Regions from separate parts of the Mus musculus genome. Here region 2 is linked to region 1. A link is a contact called in public HiChIP or PLAC-seq data. All regions are on one chromosome and are shown on one strand. The core of a region is the stretch at or near the end of the contact, and the rest is flanking DNA. Distances in the headings are between cores, read along the strand shown.

What was found. HiChIP or PLAC-seq counts read pairs in DNA pulled down with a chosen protein or histone mark.
Region 2: a contact with region 1 is called in an H3K27ac HiChIP or PLAC-seq map of embryonic stem cells, with 6 times the contacts expected there. The contact joins two enhancer-like sites. A contact is called at or near these places in 3 of 484 Hi-C or Micro-C datasets (bone marrow-derived macrophages, embryonic stem cells and trophoblast stem cells), 11 of 115 datasets of contacts at active chromatin or transcription factors (the NIH/3T3 cell line, embryonic basal ganglia, embryonic stem cells and 1 more) and 4 of 9 other capture datasets (adipose tissue, embryonic trunk, liver and 1 more).

The regions. Positions count from the first base shown.
Region 1 is chr4:57,689,436-57,696,065 of GRCm38.p6, reverse strand. It overlaps Pakap (paralemmin A kinase anchor protein), which reads right to left. Exons shown (of 11, transcript NM_001384150.1): 6 at 6,522-6,543. Among named protein-coding and RNA genes, the nearest start is that of Gm35099, 63 kb to the left of the region's middle. Within about 2 kb of position 5,080, at least 9 of the 459 cell types and tissues checked have an H3K27ac peak or open chromatin away from gene starts, as enhancers often do. A contact at or near this core is called in embryonic stem cells, where this site is marked.
Region 2 is chr4:57,829,101-57,836,108 of GRCm38.p6, reverse strand. All of the region lies in intron 7 of Pakap (paralemmin A kinase anchor protein), which reads right to left. Among named protein-coding and RNA genes, the nearest start is that of Gm26138, 45 kb to the left of the region's middle. Within about 2 kb of position 1,893, at least 53 of the 459 cell types and tissues checked have an H3K27ac peak or open chromatin away from gene starts, as enhancers often do. A contact at or near this core is called in embryonic stem cells, where this site is marked.

The DNA.
Region 1 (6,630 bases), core at 3,831-6,330:
AGAGCATCAGCTGTACTTGGATGAACACTTGGTCAAGCCCACTTAGAAGGTGAGGCACAAAGAGGTGAACACTGACAGGTAAGCCAAGGTATCAGGGGAAGAGGAAAGGCCTGGAACAAGACATAAGGAGCTGGGTATCTCCCAGAGAGAAGCAGGAAAGCATTGAAGGGAGATGCTAGAAAGCCTGGCTCTGTATGATGCTAAAGCCTGGCTCTGTATGCTGCTAAAGCCTGGCTCTGAATGATGCTAAAGCCTGGCTCTGTGTGATGCTAAAGCCTGGCTCTGTATGATGCTAAAGCCTGGCTTTGTATGATGCTAAAGCCTGGCTCTGTATAATGCTTCTCCTTCTCCTGTATTATGGTTAAGGATCCCAGAACAACAATCACGCGTCAGGAGTTGCATGTAACTGTTCCCTGTGTCTTTGAGCGGAAGATGCCACCATCATCTCAGGCTCCACATGCTCCTATCAGAATCTGTACTGCTGCCCATCGGCAGCTTCTTGGGTATTCTGTCTGTGAATCACGGCCTACAGTTCCCTTAGGATCCTGAATGGCAGCCTCAACTCCTCCCACATTTCATAACTACCCTAACTTAAAAAGAAAAAGAACTACATGTGTGTCCTAAGTGTGTATACATGGATGCACCTACAGAGGCCGGAAGAGGTTGCCGGGTGTCCCCTCTATTGATTCCTTTGAGGCAAGGTCTCTCCATGAACCCAGTCGGTGGCTTGCATTTTCTTGGCTAGGCTGGAAGCTAGCAAACCCTAGCGATCTTTCTGTAATCCCTTGAGGCTGGGATTACAGGGACGCCTGGCTTGTTCTATTGAGGATGCGATCTGAAGACTACAGAGTCTGTGCTCTGGCAGCTAAGCCATCTCTCCAGCTCCCTGCTTATGGTTATCCCTATTGGGTTGCTTTAGTTCAGGGAGATCCTCTTGCCCTTTACAGCTTTCAGCCTTCACACTGGAAAGACCTATCAACAGACACTGGGCTAGGATCAGTTTCACTCTCTGGCAACCAGGCTATGTGCCGACTCACATATGAGTCTGAGCAGTGCAGGATGTGCTGGTATTGGTCCATCATGTTCTTAGGGCAAAGGTGGAATTTTTCTAAGACAATGGATTTTTCCATATCAACCACATGGGACAAAAAAACAGGACATGATATAGATAAGGACTCTCACGCCTGTAACCTCAGCTCTTGGGAGACTAAGCCAGAGCACAGCCATAAGGTCAAGCCAGCCTGGGCTATATACCAAGTTCCAGGCCAGCCCAGGCTACAGAGTGATACCCTGTCTGAAAACAAGAAGAGCATTAATGAAACCCCAGGTAGATAGAGTTAGTGCATGCCTGTAATCTCAGTATTCAGGAGGCAGAGGCAGGAGGAGTGCCACAAGTTTGAGGCCAGCCTACTTTTCGTAGAATTCTAGCCCAGCCAGGGCTACAGTCTAAGACTGTCTCAAACAATCCCCGAGACCAAACAAAAGGAGGAACAAGACACAAGGACAAGGTGGGAAGGCTTTAGACAGTAAAGGTCATGTTTCCTTTCTCTCTTCAGCTTTACACACACTGGAGCTTGGATCCCAGGCAGGAAAGACAGATTTGAATATCCTTTCACTGCGGGGAGGAAATCTGGCTAGGAGAAGGTTATGAAGCACCCTGGAGAGGAATCCCTAAAGATGGGTTGGAATTTGAATCAGGGGCTGAGTAGCCATATAAATGTTGGATATTTTTCTCTAATCTTAAACTTCTATTACTCATGAACTCAGCTGGCAGCTATCTCTCTGCTTCCACTGTAGGATGGGTATGGAAGGATGCTTATCCCGAACAAGCACAAGGCAGGGCCAGCAACAGCAGTGTGGGATAAGCCCATCTTCAGGGGCGGGCAATGTTTTGATTACAGTGACTCCTGGAGAGACGAAGCAGCTCTCTGGGACTACGGCGAATGAGGAGAGGGAAGATGACTAGAGCAGACCTGGAGACCTTTTGCATTTCACTGAAGACTTCCAGACATCTCTGGAATGGGACCTTAGCAAGTGTGGCTTCTCACGTTCAAATGAGAGATAGAGGTTCAAGTCATTAAGATCGAGTAAGGCCCCAGAGAGTGGTCGCATGCATGTCTATTACATCCTGTGTTAAAGATAGGGTTGCTGGGTGAACATTTCAGCAGCTGGAAGCAAAAGCCACTTACAGACATGAGATTATGCCTCTGAAAAGGCCAGTAGCTCAAACTTCTGTCTTATACTACTCCAGGAGGCTCCTCCTGGTCAGATCTGAATGGATGATAAAACGTCTAATGTGCACCAGCTATAAGCCCACTGACCACAACTCTTGGAGGGCTGGGCCTGTATGATTTCTGCTAGGAGATGATGGCATGGCTTATCAGAGGGGGACCAGAGTAGTCCCCTCAATGCATCATTAACTACAAACCTTAGGTTGGGTGTGGTGATGCACACCTTTAACCCCGGAGCTCCAAAAGCAGAAGCATGGAGATCTAGGTGAATTTGAGGCCAGCCTGGTCTACCTAGCAAGTTCCAGGGTAGTCAGGACTACATAGAGAAACTCTGTCTTTAAAAAAAAGAAAAGTGCTAAACCTTATTTGTCACACATCCAGGGAGACCTTGAAAGCCCTGCACACAGTATAACAAATGGCCTTTAGCTGGCCTGTCACTAAGCTCTCCTCTTCCTGTCACAGCCAGGGGGTCTCTCAGAATTCTCTCGTCTGTCAGAGAGGATTGAGAACATCACCCACCCGTGGGACAGAAACTCAGAGTGTATCCTTGCACAGCTAAAACATTGCAATACTTATGAAGAACACACATAGCTAGAGCTAGAGGGGCAGCCCTGTGAGAACTCTCCTTAAAATGTAACTTAATAAGTAATCAAACATTGAGATTTCCCAATCACAGCATAGAGTTTTCCATGTGGCCTCAGCATACCACAGACTAGGATAGAAGAATCTAAGATCAGTATCTGATAGCAAAACTGGGAAAGGCCCGGGACACATAAGTTCCTTTGCTTGTTCTGGCCAAGGCTTTATATTGGAACAGTGATAGCGGAAGATTCATGCTGTGCTGGATACTTTAAGTGTCAGCTCGATGCAATGTAGAATCAGTTGGGAAGACTCAGTGAGAGGTTTTTCTAGGTCAGGTTGGCCTGCAGGCATATCTGTGAGGAATTGTCTTAACCGTCTCCTTTTTAGATTTATTTTATTCTAAGTGTATGAGTGTTTTGCCTGCATGAACTATGTGTGCCACATATATGGTTGATGCCCCAGAATTCAGAAGAGTATATTGGATCTCCTGGAACTGGAGGGCACATTGTGAGTGTTGGGAATTGAACCCAGGTCCTTTGCAAGATCAACAAGTAATCTTTTTATCCCTTCCTTTCCTTTCCTTTCCTTTCCTTTCCTTTCCTTTCCTTTCCTTTCCTTTCCTTTCCTTTCCTTTCCTTTCCTTTCCTTTCCTTTCCTTTCCTTTCCTTTCCCTTCCCTTCCCTTCCCTTCCTTTCCTTTCCTTTCCTTTCCTTTCTTCTTTCTTTCTTTTCTTCCTCCCTCCCTCCCTCCCTTACTCTCTCTCTCTCTCTCTCTCTCTCTCTCTCTCTCTCTTTCTTTCTTTCTTTCTTTCTTTCCCTCCACCTCTATAGCTTTCTGTTTTTGTTGTTGTTGTTGTTGAGGCAGGGTTTCTCTGTGTAGTCTTGGCTGTCCTGGAACTCACTTTATAAACCAGGTTGGCTTTGAACTCAAAGCTCAGCTTCACTCTGCCTTCTGAGTGCTGGGATTAAAAGCGTGTGCCATCACTATTGCCAGGTACAAGAAGTAGTCTTAAATGCTGAGCAATCGGTCTCTCCAGCCCCTTGGGAGACTGCCTTATGTTAATCGATGTGGGAAGAACTGCCCACTGTGGGTGGTACCATCTCCTAGTTAGGGAACCCTGGACAGTGTAAATAAATGAAGAGAGGCAGCAGAGTTCAAATAAGCAAGCATGCATTCATTTTTCTCTGCTCTTGATTGTGGGTGTTTTAATTCCTGTTGCTTTGACTTCCCTACTATGACAGACTGTAACCTGAGATTGTGAGTTAACATAAAATCTTCTTCCTCTAAGTTGATTGGGGGAGGGGGGGCTTGGTATTTTATCACAGCAACAGAAATAAAATTAAAGCACATACCATATGCAATTTATACTCAGACAAAGCACCAAAAGAACAGCACATAAGCAGGCTGAAGGCTCAGGTCAGTAACAATGTTATTTAAAAAGAGGAGGGGCACATTGTGGCTTGATCAAGAAATTGTAATCAAGAGTGGAATGAACTGTTCCTGATGACCAAGGTGTTGTCATCAAAAACCATCAAAGACTCTGCAAACACGCACACACACTCCCACTCACACTCACCCTCCTCCTCCTCAACACTATTAGGTATAGGATGCTGTGGTTGACTCTGCAGAATCTACACAGTTTATCTAGTCCAGGCCAGAACTCAGTTCTGTAGTCAACATATCTCTGAAACTAAGGTTTTCTTTCAGTATCATTCTAGAATAATTTCTTACTAAGCCTTAATAACAAGAGTTGATTGATTCTCAGAGTGTTCATGAGAACTTAGGATCTATGAAACAAAACCAGGCTTCTCAAAGTCCCCCAACTGGCACACATTGGGGGTTTTATCTCAGACTATAAAATGACCTAGACATTGATCATAGTCTTATTAGCGTGTGTGCCTTTCTTCAAACTTCTTTCTTGGCTAGTAAGTACAACAGACGGAGAAGTCATTCAGGCTTACTGAGAACCACATAGGTTAGGAATCACAATGTGGACAGGCTAGACCACAGCCATCCCTTCTATGGATCCCAGGAGACCCTCCTAAGCCTGAGTTCACCCAGCTTTAGGCTTCCAAATTCTTTTGCCAGGATTCCTTCTAGCTCTGTGAATGCTTGCTTGCAGGGTCCAGAGAATACAGTGAGTGGGAAGGCTACAGGGGGAAATGAGTGGAGGTGCAAATGAAAGAGACAATGGGGTGGTAACAATTGGCAAGATGGCTCCATGCTGGCTTATTGATTGAGTAGTGGACCACCCAGGCATCCATGCCAGCCACACCCCGATCAGAGGCAGGACATACAGATGCCTTCCAAGGAAGGTACTGGTTAGAGGAAGGAGGAGGGGGAGGGGCACAGCAGGAAAGCACAGCAAGCCTTCTGCAGGTGCAAGTACCTGTGGGTCTGCAGCCCAGCCCCAGCCCAGCCAGGCAGTGACTCCACCTCCACAATCCTCTAAACTCTGTTTCTCCATGTGCAGTGCTCCCTGGTTCCCGAGTCCACCCCTTCATCTGTTTCCCACTTTCAAAGCACAGAAGAGCCTCAACTGAGCCACCTCCTAGAGGAGCTGGGCTTCTCTCCTAGAAATGAGCTTGGTTCTTTTCTCCCAGAGTTCCTGCTGCTGTGTTCCTGCTACGGGTTCTGAGAACAGAAGGTTTCCTTTATGTCCCCTCAAAGATCACCTACATGAGTGCTCAAATCCAGGTCTTCTACTCGCTGGAGGGACAATCATGATACCTTCTCTGAGGTTTTATTTGGCCTATCTTTTGCACCAGTCAGAACTGTCCTACATACAAATGTCTGGCCTGTGGTTGATCCAGAAGAAATGTATTACACGTCATTATATTTTTAAAAACTATCCCCCCTTTTGTTCTGAATGACAATGGGAAATGTTCTGGCGCTAACTCCTCTGGCCTCTGATCCTCTTCCAGGTTAGAGGCTGACTGTGTGAGAGCCACAAGAGGCGCGGGTAGCAGCTGATGCTCCCATGTGTCCTTGCATTCCAAGCCCAACCAGTGAGGGCCAAATGAAAATAACAACTCTGAGTTCGTAGCTGAGGTCAAGGGATGCAGTGAAGCACGGAAGTGTAGTCCCAAGTTCATCCCCACAGCCCAGGAAGGCAGAGGAGGGGACAGGAAAAGGACCTGTCCCTTCCTGTCTGGCTGGGATTATGGGGACTAGAGTCCTACTCCTACTTTCCAGGGCTCAGGGTCTGATGTCACGGCAGGGAGGGTAATTATTCCTAGCCCAGTTTCCTTGGAAGGCTAGCGAGATTCTAGAATAGTTTGGGAAGGATGAAGGAAAGGAGGGCAAAGAGAGCTCCACAGGTCGCAGAAGTTTTCCTAAGCAGCAAATCACCTCTGATGTGACTTTGTTACTGAGGGTGATGGGTCCGTTCCTGCAAGGGACTTAGTTCTGACTCCAGCATGTTCTTTTGCCAACCCCTTTCAAGAAAAGTCCAGACAGCAAGTGTTTGAGGTCATGGGACCGAGAGCTGGCAAATGTGCTAACAGGAGCATCAAGTCAAGAGGCAGAGGCAGAAAAGACGGCAATGTGACCTCTTAGGGCGCTGCCAGCTAGGTTGCTGCCCCTTGCCTGGGATGCCCTTAGGAAGTGTCCCTTCACATCTGTCTCCTGGTGAGTCTGTATAAATGAAAACCACTCCGAGGACCAGGAGGAAAGCATCCGAGAACAGCCGGGGCAGTGTGCACTTACCTCCATCAGCAGTGGAGAAACTCTGTGGAGACAAAAGCAGGGCAGAGCGTCACTGTGCCTGTGCAGGCATGCCCCACTCCCAGCCCCCAAAACACAGACCCAGACCTTG
Region 2 (7,008 bases), core at 644-3,143, 140 kb before region 1:
TATGAAGTTGAGTTGCCCAGGCTGGCCTCCAATTTATGATCTTCCTCCCTCGACCTCTTGAGCAGCAGGGACTGCAGGATTGCTCCACCCAGTCCAGTTAGGTTCCGAGAATTTCCTTGTGTAAAGGCCCCAGCTGAATGAACAGCGAAGCTGGAGGCAAGGCAGCCTTCAGCCACTAACTCTTTTTCACATGTAAAAGTAGAAGCTGGGACAACCTGAACTTGAGGCTCATCTAACAAGCAGGACTGGCCCCTGGATCCTTTTTCTCCTTCTTCACCTTCTGCCAGCCCCGCATAGTTCTAGGTTCCCTGTGAATGGATTCAAACAACCATGGCTGGAAAATAGAACTCTGTGATGGTACCAAACTGGTACAGACTCTTCCCACATGTTATTCTCTAAAACAGCACATTACACCAATCTGTACACAGCATTTACACCGTGTTGGGTATTAGAAGGAATCTAGAAGAGATTGAACATGGTAGGCAAATCCCATGTCATTTTTACATATGGAGCTTGATTTTGGTATGGGTGTAGGTGTGGGAGTCCAGAAGTCAGTGCTCAAGGGGCGTAGAACAAAAATGTTTCCTATATATTAATTCTAGGAAATAGAACCTCGAATTTGTGTGTGTGTGTGTACACGTGCGTGCAAGCGTGCATGCACACTTTCTGGGTATTGGCATTATAGAAAACAAATGGTACAGATAAGAATAATGGAGCAGTTATTAACCTAATCCACACTGTGTAGGCATTTTTGCTACACAGACTTCTAGAGTTTGACTTCTGCTGTCTTTCTACTCTTCCAGCAGTGAGACATGCTAATCCCATTTCACAGATGAAGACACTGAAGCTCAGAATAGAAGTAATTTGCCCAAAGACACATAGCAAGTTCTGGCAGAGCAGGACAGAACTAAGCCCTGTTTCTTTTCTCGATGCTATGGAGACATGCACCTTAGCACACCAGTGTCTTCTGCCCCACAACACACAGTATGCTAAGGCTTGATAAAGAATGAACTGGAGAGGGTAGGAGAAATGATTTGGGGGGTGGGGGTGGAGGAGTGGGGTGAGAGGACCTGGGTTCAGTTCCCAGAACCCACAAGGAGGCTCATAACTATCTGTCCTGGGGATCCAATGCTGTGGACACCAGGCACGCATGTTCATATACACAAGCAAAATACTCACAAAAATAAATCCTAAGAAAAAAATGGTTTAATCCTAACACTAGGGGGGCAGAGAAGAGCAGATTTCTATGAGTTTCGGGCCAGCCTGGTTTCCATAGGGAGTCCTAGGCCTGTCTCAAAACCTGTGAAACCTTGTCTCAAAACAAAAACAACAAATAAAGAATAAACTAGAGGGTAGACAAGATGGCTCAGCTGGTAAATGTACTTATAGTCAAACTTGATGACCTCCGTCCCAACTCTAAGAAACCCAAGGTAGGAAGAGAACTGCTCTTTCATGCTGTGGCACATACACACCCACACAAACTAACCAATGGGATCTAGAAAAACAAGCAATGTGTAGGAGACCCTTCACAGAACCTTAGCTAGGAGAAAAGGCTGGGCTTGGCCACCACCCCTCAGGATGCCTGGCATTCTCCGTCTCCCTTAACTCGCTAGGTGAGTGAGTTTTCTCCAGCTGAGTGGCTGGAATTCTCCAGATAGACTAGGAGCCCCTCCCAAGAATGTCTGTTTGTCTTGTACACAGGTTCCAGTACAATAGCTAAGAACTTGGAACAGCCAGGCCATTCCGGAAGTGGACCTCTCCCCAGACAGGCAGGACAGAGAAGGTGGGGGGTTGGGGGATCTAAGAACAGGAAATTGCAGTGACAGGGGTAGTGGGGGCTTGACGTCTTGGGAGCACATCCTACAAACAGTTCAAGCTGGGAGGTGCTGGGTGGGTGTAGGGACCAAAAGGGTGACCTCAGCCAAAGTGTTGCTTTGATGTACAGACATCCTGCCCTACACTGGCTCAACTTGAGAGGTTTTTACGTCTCTCTCTCTCTCTCTCTCTCTCTCTCTCTCTCTCTCTCTCTCTCTCTCTCTCTGTGTGTGTGTGTGTGTGTGTGTGTGTTGTGCGCGCGTGCGCACTCTCATCCTATGGATCAAACCTAGAGCTTGAGCTACAGCCATAGCCCATTTTAAACTTAATTTTTTATTTGAAGACAGTATCTTGCTAAGTAACCAAGACTATATAAAATAGGTAGGTCTTGAACTCATCTCCTTGTAAACTCCCTCCCATACAACTGAGATTACAGGCCTGGACCCCTAGGCCTAGATGAACATCTTCCTTTTCAAAGATGTGAAAATGACGGGCATTCAGCAAAAATGTCGACTTTGCATTCTGAATTCTCCACCCCAAACTCCAAGGTACTCTGCCATAACGGCTGCTTCCCTGGGCTTCTGTGACTTCAGTGTTTCTTCTATTTGCCTGTGAGTGAGAGCGTGCAGACTCTGACACCACAATCCTCTCTTCACCCATACATGGACACTTACGTTGGTTGACTCCGGTTTTGCTATTATGGATAATGTTGCTATGACTACAGACATATCTTCAACAGACTCCTTCATATTAGCTGCATATCCAGAGATGGAATTTCTAGATCATATGTGTTTTCTTTTTCTCTTTGAGCCTAGACTTAAATCAAACCAAAATAAAACAATACTCCCTCCCTCAACGAAATTATGGAGCAGACACCCTTTTCGAACCTTACCTCCTTTCCAGAGACATCTCTCTGGCCCCGCCCATTGCTGTGTGTGGCTCCACCCATGTGAGCCCCTTAGTTCTGTTTCTGCAAAGTCATTTAGGCTCTGCAAACAGAGGTTGGGGCAAACCCGCTCCCCTATGATGCAGCCTGGTGACATAGCATCTGGTTCATCAAAGGCTGCAGGTCTTTCTGGAGAGCCTTCCAGGTTAGAGCAGATGGTCCCTGAGGATAGTTTGCTTTTGCAAATGTCATCAATCACAGTCAGGGGCTGTCATTGTCACCATCACCCAGGTCTCCTCTAGGGCTAAAGAGGCCTCTTCCTTTGTTTTCTCTCAGATTTGAAATCCCCCCACCCTGACCATAACCTTTAACCTCTGGAGGTTTCTGAAGTTTCAGTAACACTTGGCAATCTTTCAAATTACAAGTCAACGACTGCAATTACTAAATTGTATTTTAAAGGACTGCTTTATTGAGCCGGGTGACTTAAGTGTATAGTGTTAGGGGAAACTCTGTTAGGCTTTTGTCCTAGCCTTACACACTTTGTCTGTCAGTGGTTGTTGGCGGGGTAGGGGAGGTTGTAATTCTTATATACTTTTAAAAACCTGTGGTGCGGGGCTGGAGAGATGGCTCAGATGGTTAAGCAAACTGGCTGCTTTCCAGAGTTCCATTCCCAGCACCCACCCGGCAGCTCACAATTGTCTGTAACTCCAGTTTAGGGGGTTTGACACCCTCACATGTAGGCAAAGCACTAACCCACATAAGACAAAAAAAATTATTTAAGAATAACTAAAAAAAATCCGTGGAGCAGTATAGAGCATACTACTTCCTGTTTCAAGCATTTAAAATGAACAAGCCGGTGGTGTCAGACACGCTCACAGCATTGTGTGGTAACACATGTTCACCTCTCAAAACCAAACCTCTGCACTCAGGAAGCAAGGTGGGTCACAACTCCTGAAGCCACTATGCAGTTAATTGGGGCACAGAATCTGGGCGGCTGGATTTATCCTGCCACAAACATACGTGCAACAACCGACAGCAAAATGATTTGCGAGCACTTTGGCTCAGCAAGCCACTTCTACACTTGCCATTATTTTAAGGCACCTGAAACCAGAAAACAAACCAGAACAAAATACATTTTATTTATTTAACTTGCAGGTCTTAATTAAAAACACACATTCGCCGCCTCATTTGCATCGTGTTTAACTAAGAAATAGTATTACTGCAAAACACCATCACAAAATAGATAGTTCTCTTTAAAAAAAGATTATCAATTTAATAGAATTATAACTAACAATTTTGAGGGACCTGAAATGGCTGCTTATTTTGAAAGGAAACTATGGTCTTTCCCTCAGCCTCCTCAGCTTCTGAAGGTCCTTTCTAAACTCACTTTTAAGCCAAGTAACTAGAAGGCTTCACATCTTTGTAACCGTCCAGCTTGGGTGGAGATTAAGTCCCTACAGAAGAATACATCCTCAGATAATGTCAATCAGCGCTAACAATTTAGAGATAATCCCTTCCTTGAGAAGTCTATTTTCAGCTTACCCTATCCTTGGGTTAATTGATGATTTACCATCCATTAGGAAACCCCTGCTCTTCAAAACACTGTTTGGGACAGAGGTTTGGGACAGAGGCTCCTTCACCCTAGGGGCTAATCGCTGGGGCTGAGTGCTTCCTAATGGAGACAAAGGTTCTCCATTTAACAAACAGGCCATTTCCTTCAGACCAGAAGTAGAGATCCAACTCCTGGGTAGTTGGTGAATGTTTGTGCACACACAGGGCACTTCGGATCGCTCACAGCAGGCACACTCTCCCCTCCTTCCCTAGCCCCACACTGCTGACTGGAATGGTACTGGTCCTCTCCGCATGCATGTAATGTAGGAACTACTTCACGTCAGAACCAACCCTGAGCGTCCATTTCCACTCTCTTCCCAATGACATCCTCCTCTTTGTACAGTTAGCAAGCGACTCTCTTACCTTTGTCCCATCCTTTGCAGCCCTCCACATCCCCACACTTAGCCCTCACCATTCCTCCATCCCCAAAGCCACTTTTCCCAGGATGAAAGCTGTGTCTACACTTCTGCCCTCCAGCTCTGATCTCCTGTCCTACCACACATTGTCATGTGTGGGTCAGGATTATGACTTTCTTGACACCCCAAGTCATCCCAATAGGGTCTCCACTGCAGAAGAAGTCAAGGTGCTGGACCCATTTTCTTCAAACCAGACTACGTTACCTACATTACATTTGCCAGGGAAGCTAACACTTGTCAGTGCTAAAGAATGCAGAGGCAAGCACTTGATAGTTGCTCAGACACTTAAGGGTGCTGGGCCATGTGATGATCTCTATCATCAAAGAGTGCAAAACAAGGCTTGGGTGGAGATTTGGGGGTCATGTGCCTGGATTGCTTGCTTTATTGCAAGATGCTTCCTATAGCATACTTCAAAGATTCAGAGTCAGGATATAGCTAGCTCCTTGTTGGCAGTGTGTGATTAGTACATACGAAGCCCCTGGATTCCAGCCCCAGCACAGATAAACCAAGCACGGTGGCTCATGCTTGTAAGTAGAGGAAGGACCTATATCAGAAGTTTAAGGTCATCCTCATTTGTGTATCGAGTTTGAGCCTGGGATAGCAATTACATAGGATAGAAGCCAGGTGTGGTAGCTCTCGCCTTTAATCCTAGCACTCAGGATTAAAGGTAGAGACAGAGAAATCTCTTTGAGTCCCAGGCCAGCCTGGTCTACATATCAAGTTCCTGGTCATCTAGAGTTATATGGTTAATTAAAAATAACAATAAAAGCTGGGTGTGGTGGTGCACGCCTTTAATCCCAGCACTCGGGAGACAGAGGCAGGCAGATTTCTGAGTTCGAGGCCAACCTGGCCTACAAAGTGAGTTCCAGGACAGCCAGGGTTATACAGAGAAACCCTGTCTCGAAAAAAAAAAAAAAAAAAAAAAAAAAAAAAAAAAAACCCAACGTAAATAAATAAATTAATTAAATTAAATAAAAAAATAAAACAGTGATGGAAATTTTTATGAAATACAATGCAATGAGGGGGTACCTGGTGGGCCCATGCCTCTCAGTAATTACACCATGCAACAGATCTGGTACAAGGGGATTTACTGCAGAGGGGCCTGAGCCAATGTACCCCACCCCCACCCCCATGACCTCCAAACCCACACGTACACACACAAAGATAACAAACGTTTTGAAAAGTTAAAAAATATAGATAGCTTCCATTCAGTACCTTGAAGTTAATTTCATTTTCAAGTGGGGTCAATAAAGCAACCCAATTAAAGTATTGTGGGTGGCCGAGGGTTGTGGGGCCAAGGCTGGCCTCCACCTCTGTGTCCAGCCTCAGCCTGCAGGCTGCTGGGATTACAGGTATGCATCAGCCTGCCTGAAAGCAACCAAGTGTTAAGTAGTAATACAGCAAACATTCTGCAGCTCTAATTGGATGCTCTGCTGTAAGGCAGAGGTGCCCGGGGGCTTAGCTCTGCCACAAATTCATTCTATGTGTTCTTTCCTAGTCTCATTAACCCAGTGGCTTTCTCCCAAGAGAATCTAAAAAAAGACACAAGATACTTGGGTATTTTAGCGTCTAATTTATTAGTGCTCCAGACAAATTCTAAAAACCAACCCACTGCCAGGTATCCAGAGGCTCCCTGAATTTATACTCGGGAATGTATCATAGCCTGGCTCCTTCTACCAGAGTCCCTTATAAAATAGGCAGTGCTTTATTGCTTTATTGGATGACACTGTATATAGCCTAAGAGTCAATGATATTATAAACACGAGAGAATTGCTCAGTCCATAAAAGAAAGAAGGCCTCAATATAGGCTCAGGTCACACAAGGCAAATTTGAATTTCTGTGGTACCCAGAGAGAGTCAACACTTCGAAGACTGCGAAATCTATCGCCCTGACTGTCCACAGAACTACACAAAGAAACAAAATGTCAGGTCAGAACACATGGACCAAGTATACCTGTCTCCAGTGAGTCGGGCTGGAAGCGCATTCCGGCCAAGTAGAAGAGGGAGGTTTTGAAATTCGTTCCATTCCACATCTGTGAGCTTTGGCAGTTGGCTATCTCCACTCTGCCTTCTTGGGATTCCTGAGCTGGCTCTGCTCATCCCAAATATTTGGGTCTAAGGGTTTCCAAGCCATCGGAGCTGATAAACCAAGGGCTTAGAGCAGCTATTAGAACCCTCCTCCAGGCCGTGATGGGGGGTGGGGGTGGGGCAAGGGGCTGGAGATCCTTAAGTCACCTGAATTGTTTTCATGGGGAATGATTACCCAGAACGCAGCTACAAG